Linked DNA regions of Danio rerio: region 2 is linked to region 1. A link is a contact called in public Micro-C data. All regions are on one chromosome and are shown on one strand. The core of a region is the stretch at or near the end of the contact, and the rest is flanking DNA. Distances in the headings are between cores, read along the strand shown.

Region 1 (2,871 bases), core at 3-2,502:
AAAGAGATAGTTCATTGGTTCCAAATCTTTATTTATGTTGAACCCTGATTATTTTAAAGAAAAATGTAACCACTGAATTCCTTTGAAGGAAAAAAACAACATATACCAGAAGTCAATGGTTACAGGTTTTCAGCTTTCTTCAAAACATCTAGAGGAAGAGTAAATAGAAAATTACTACTTAGTAAAACAAAACTACACCTTTAAATTCTCCCTTACATCGCATTCCTCATAAATGGTACATGACTGCAACGAAGTGAAGAAATTTTCAATTTAGTCTGAACTGTTTCTTTAAGATTTAAATTGGCAAAAGCGGTGTATCGCCTATAAAAGCAAAACACTTGAGAAATGCTACAAGTAAACAACAGCCGAGTAAAGAAAAACAACCCTAGCCATTTTACTAACCCAGCTATATATCTGAACGAAAATCAAACTATTAAATTCCATTTAAACACGAATAACATAAGCTAAATTAGCTCCTTGACGTACAGTACATCATTAGCCTAACGTTAACGTTACTCCCAAATCTTTGAAAGTCAAAGAAGCGTAACAAATCTCAAGTTAACCACGGTGTTTACCTACATTTTCGCGTAACGTCAACAAAAACTAACCTTTGACGCAGTAATGGTGTTTTAAAATGTTTGCACATTCGCTTGTTGTCGACTACAATAATCGCCCATCATCAACAGTATCGAGCACTAACCTTGATCCTCTTCACTTTCTTCCACTTGTTACAACGCCATTCACTCTTTGTCGGGATTCCCCTTCATTTCCAAGCGCTCTTCCCGCATTCCCGCACCGATTTGATAGATTTCAATTGATCTGTTCCGAGATTCCCAGTCAAATCCAACGCTCCTCTGACAGTCAGTTTAACACAATGAGAAAGAGGGACAGGGCTTTAAACAGCTGTTTCCAAAATGGAGAGATCCCACAGCCAATCACCCTCCGCCCGCTCTCTCACCAACAACAGCACTTGGCATTGTTCACGCGGAGCTTCTAGTATGGTAAAATGCAGACAATTTGTATATTGAAAATGTTTGTTTAGGGAGGTTTCTGAAAAGTCTTCAAGCTGGCGTGCAGGTAGGTGAATTCGCCTGCTGAATACCTTTACAAAATTGCCATGGTAACGTCAGTTTCCGCTAAAACGCCACACTTGCGTGGTTGTTTGTATCATAAATATGTGGCAACTTAGTCACAGCTGTAGGAATACATAGCTAATTAAGTAGAATAATCACGTCTGGAAGCATTATACTTTAAAGAAGATATTACTTTGGTGTTTTAACTGTGTACGTATGATTTTAAGATGATTTACACCACCTGCGAAGATAAACCATTCCTTTCGCCATCTAAAGAAAGGAAGTGTGTGGATGAAGTTTTCGCCATGTGGTTTATGTCTCCATCTTCTGGTAAACATCATACTGCACTTCACTCTTTTTTAACATTTATTGTAAGACAGAGATGGTACACATCATTTACAATAATAATCATTAGACCAGTCATTCTCAAACTTTTTTTTTTATCAAGTACCACCTTATTGACCAGTATTTAAATACATAGTGTAGCGTATATATATATATATATATATATATAAAACGACATAAACTTTTTTTCTCACCACCACTGGTCATTTTCACAAGACAAAATTTTGTTGTAGGAAACTATTTTATATAGCTAAATTTGACTTTTGCATGCTAAAAGTACTTGAGTAAGAGACGTTTTACTTGATTTGGGTCATTAAAAAACTCAGACTACCAATATTATGATATAGGTAGCCTATATCTGCTGTATTAAACCTAAAACCTACAGTAGTTTGGCATAAAACCAAAACCCATTCTTGCCTTAAGACATCTTATTAAGCAAATTTTGAATAACAGTAAGTTCATGACATGTTAAATATATAGTAAATCTGCTGGTTTTTAACATACAGAATAATAATAAATACAGTTATGTAACAACTATAACATTACCGTTATATATTAGGACATATTTGATTAACTTTTTATTACCTACACCTGTTGACTAATGAAGGTACATTTATAATAACTATTTGTTAGACTACTGTATTGTCAAGTCATGTTGCATAGAAATGCATTCAACAGACTTATATGACTGTGAATTGCTGTAGAAGACAAATAAAACACGAGTCAGGTGTATAGAGTAAAGTTTATTTTGTTTGACCTGCAAACTTATCTAAACAAGATAAACTTTCAGAAAACAGCACGGAAACATAATGCGCGCGCTCGTTAATATAACCCGCGGTTGTCTTCAACTGTTGTTTTCAATAGTCAGTCCTTTGCACAGCAACTCAGCTGAAAAACAAAGTAAAACATTACAACAGTCAGACATAGAGCAAAGAGCACAAAATCATCAAGAGGCGACACTCTAGTCTAGTACAACTTGAGAAACAGACACTAGATGGCGCGGTGGCCATTTTATCAACAAGTTTGTATTCTCTCTGTTGTATCTCAGCTTTAAGGCACTTTTTGAATAAATTATTTAAAAACAAAGCAGCTGCTTGCCATCGCGACAGCAATGAGATCCAATGGACGGCCGATCGCTTTCACAGTGAAACGTTCTATTGAGTGTCGCCTCTTGGTCATTCTAAGCTCTTTGCATAAAGTTAAATCATTACAGTTACCATGGTTTCTATTTCAAACTATAGTAAACTAAAGTTTGAAACTATAGTTTAAAATAGACGATAACCATAACCCTCGCAGCGAGGTCCCAGTACCGGCCTCCAGTGTTTTCTGAGGGTCCTCAGGGCTTGATTGTTCCCTCGCTCCAGGGAGTGCACGGCCAAACCGGGCGCCAGGCCGTGCCAGTGTTCATTGAATGTTGCTCGGCGGCACGTTTCGAGCAACAAACACGTAATGT
Region 2 (2,700 bases), core at 133-2,632, 130 kb before region 1:
TTTTAAAAAAGAAGAACTATGCACTTTGAACTTGATCTAATCTCCAAAGATTATAGAAGAAAATTTATGACAGAAATAGCTGTTTATTTTTTCTGTCGCTCATAAAGAAGATATGCTATTACTTATATTTAGCCCACCCACAAAGTGGAAATTGAAAAAAGGAACTATTGTAGGCTACTTCTGGTTTTGAATTCAAATACCACCCTTTTTATCACTGTAAGGCCCTCCATAGTTAACAAAAAAAGTTCTAATGCCAATTATGCCGTTCAAAAAAAATGGAGAAGCACATTTAAGAGGGCACTCTACCATAAAACCACAGCCAGCTGCAAGATTCAGAACTGAAAACAAAAAAGTTTAAAAAAAAAAAATAAATAAAAAAAAATATATATATATATATATTATTTTTAATGCTATTCTGGAATGCCCACATCCTAAATCGGGATTATTGTGACGTTTACATGCATCATTGATGTAGGAAGAATTAGAAATATTTGCCTGACCTGAGAATTTGGATTTATGTTGATTAAGAAACAGTGTAATTTCTTAACATGTTTTGTTATACAACAAGTAATAATAAAACTCTAACAATATTCATTCAACATTAAGTGTTGTATTGTTCTCTTAAACCACAGGATCTGGTTCTGCTTGCCATTTGAGTAAAGCAATTACTAACAGAGAGCATTGATGGTGCTGTGAATTTAGCCCATCACAACTATGGCCAATTATTTCTTTTTCTGCTAAAGGTACAGTAACAACCTTTGTGTTTTGTTTGTTTTTTTAAGTGAAAATGAGGATTGAAAGTTTCATTTTTACAAATAAACCTTGACCATTTTTGGTGCTTAAAACTGCAAACTTTATAAACCTTAATATGTAAAATATAAAATTTAAAAACTACATTTCATGGCCCTACCTATTAACCCATATAAGTGGTTGCAAAGGGCCGCCGTAGCCACCAGGGGGGCCCATTCCATGGATTAAAGGGATAGTTCACCCCAAAATGAAATCATAATGTCTTCTGTTGAACAGAAAATATAGTTACATAAAAAATGCTGGTTGATGGTACCAATAGATTTCCACAATCTTTTTTTCCTTACTATGAAAGTCAAAAATACCTTCAAACAACATTTTTTTTTAAATATCTGCTTTGTCTCATAGGAAACTCATAAAGGTTTAAAACCACATGAGGGAGCGTAGTAATTTTCAGTTTTAGGTGAACTCATTTTTAGGTGAAATCCCTTTAGGACTATGCATTCATGTTTGTACATAAAGGGGCAGTAATATCAGTTTGGTTCAGTGAAGAGAGAACAAATAAGCAAGTCTAGACTATTTGAGAAATTTAGCTTGGGGTCCCCCAAATTCTAGGGCCAACTCTGGGACCACATGGTGTATTTAACTTTGTTAATAATAAAATAATGTATAATAAAATCCTAGATTAAATCAAAATGTAAATTAAACTTAATTAATTCATTCATTAATTAATTAATTCATTCATTCATTCATGAATACAATTAATTAATTCTAAAATAATACCCTTCCATCCACAACCCATCACTGGTAAACATTCATACACACTCATACACTATAGCCAATTTAGTTTATTCAATTCACCATACCTATACATGTCTTTGGACTGAAACCGGAGCATACGGAGGAAACCCACATGAACATGGGGAGAACATGCAAACTCCAGAAAGAAATCCCAACTGACCCAGCTGGGACTCAAAGCAGCAACCTACTTGCTGTGAGGCAACAGTGCTAGCCACTGAGCCACCGTGTCACCCCCAAAACTAACTTATTTAAGCATCAAATTCAAGAACATTATAGTCGCACTTCCTCGAAAATACAAGAGAGGGCAGCCTTATGCTTCTGAACATTTTAGAGCAAGAAATTTATCTTGGAAATTGAACTTGAAGCCAAAGAAAAGCATTTAGGTACAACTTTATTATTGAGAATTTTTGAGAGACCAGGTTTGTATGAAGTTTGACATGTTTTGTCTGCATTCTTGTAAGGTGGCAAATGACAGTGCAATAAGACTTGAAATACAGTCCACAAATATTCTAGAATTAATGACAGAAACATACAGACATAAAAAATTAATTACAAATATATACAGTTTTTTTTTTTTTTTTTTTTGCATGAAACTAGTAAACATGGAAATAGTTTTTGTGGGTTTTTAAATAAAGTCTACAGTAAAAACATGTGAGAACGCCATACTTCAGGCATTGGTTAGGTCTAAGTCGAGACAGTTATTATTAAAATGAAGTACTTCTGCTTTTTATGTTTATATGTTGTTGTTTTTTGCTGCTGCTTAGATAATTTTAGTGAAAGGGGATACCATTTAGTTTTTTATTTTCCATTTCAATTTCTTTGTAAGATAATAGCTTTGGAATTCAATAATAGCCACAGATGTTGTCTAGTATCCTCGCATAAAACTAATAAAGACAATGTCTACTATTATACATCTGTTCGGTATTTTTCAAGTGAATTGAAAGTAATTTTTTCTCTGACTCAAAGAACAGCTGCCATTGTGTAAACCCCACAGACTAAAAAAACATTAAAAATGAAATCTCTGGCAGATCTTTAACTCATAAACTATTTCATTTAACAAAGAAGTCTATCTGAATCACAGTGCTTAAAACACTGCTGCAAAATCTCAGATGGCTTACATGTTTTGTTAAAGAGGGTTTTTTTTAGTGAGTA

What was found. A called contact is a pair of places that touch in the nucleus more often than the background predicts.
Region 2: a contact with region 1 is called in a Micro-C map of caudal fin, with 5 times the contacts expected there. The contact joins the promoter of si:dkey-78k11.9 here to the promoter of pkig in region 1. A contact is called at or near these places in 1 of 18 Hi-C or Micro-C datasets (caudal fin) and 1 of 4 datasets of contacts at active chromatin or transcription factors (caudal fin).

What each region holds. Positions count from the first base shown.
Region 1 is chr23:28,821,840-28,824,710 of GRCz12tu, reverse strand. pkig (protein kinase (cAMP-dependent, catalytic) inhibitor gamma) reads right to left here and starts at 1,252. Exons shown (of 3, transcript NM_001166156.3): 1 at 701-1,252. It overlaps LOC137489129 (a long non-coding RNA gene), which reads left to right and starts at 979. Exons shown (of 3, transcript XR_011008480.2): 1 at 979-1,077; 2 at 1,323-1,403.
Region 2 is chr23:28,950,921-28,953,620 of GRCz12tu, reverse strand. It overlaps si:dkey-78k11.9, which reads right to left and starts at 1,382. Exons shown (of 2, transcript XM_073939898.1): 1 at 1,370-1,382. The coding sequence starts at 1,382. It also overlaps a transcript of ccn5 not described here.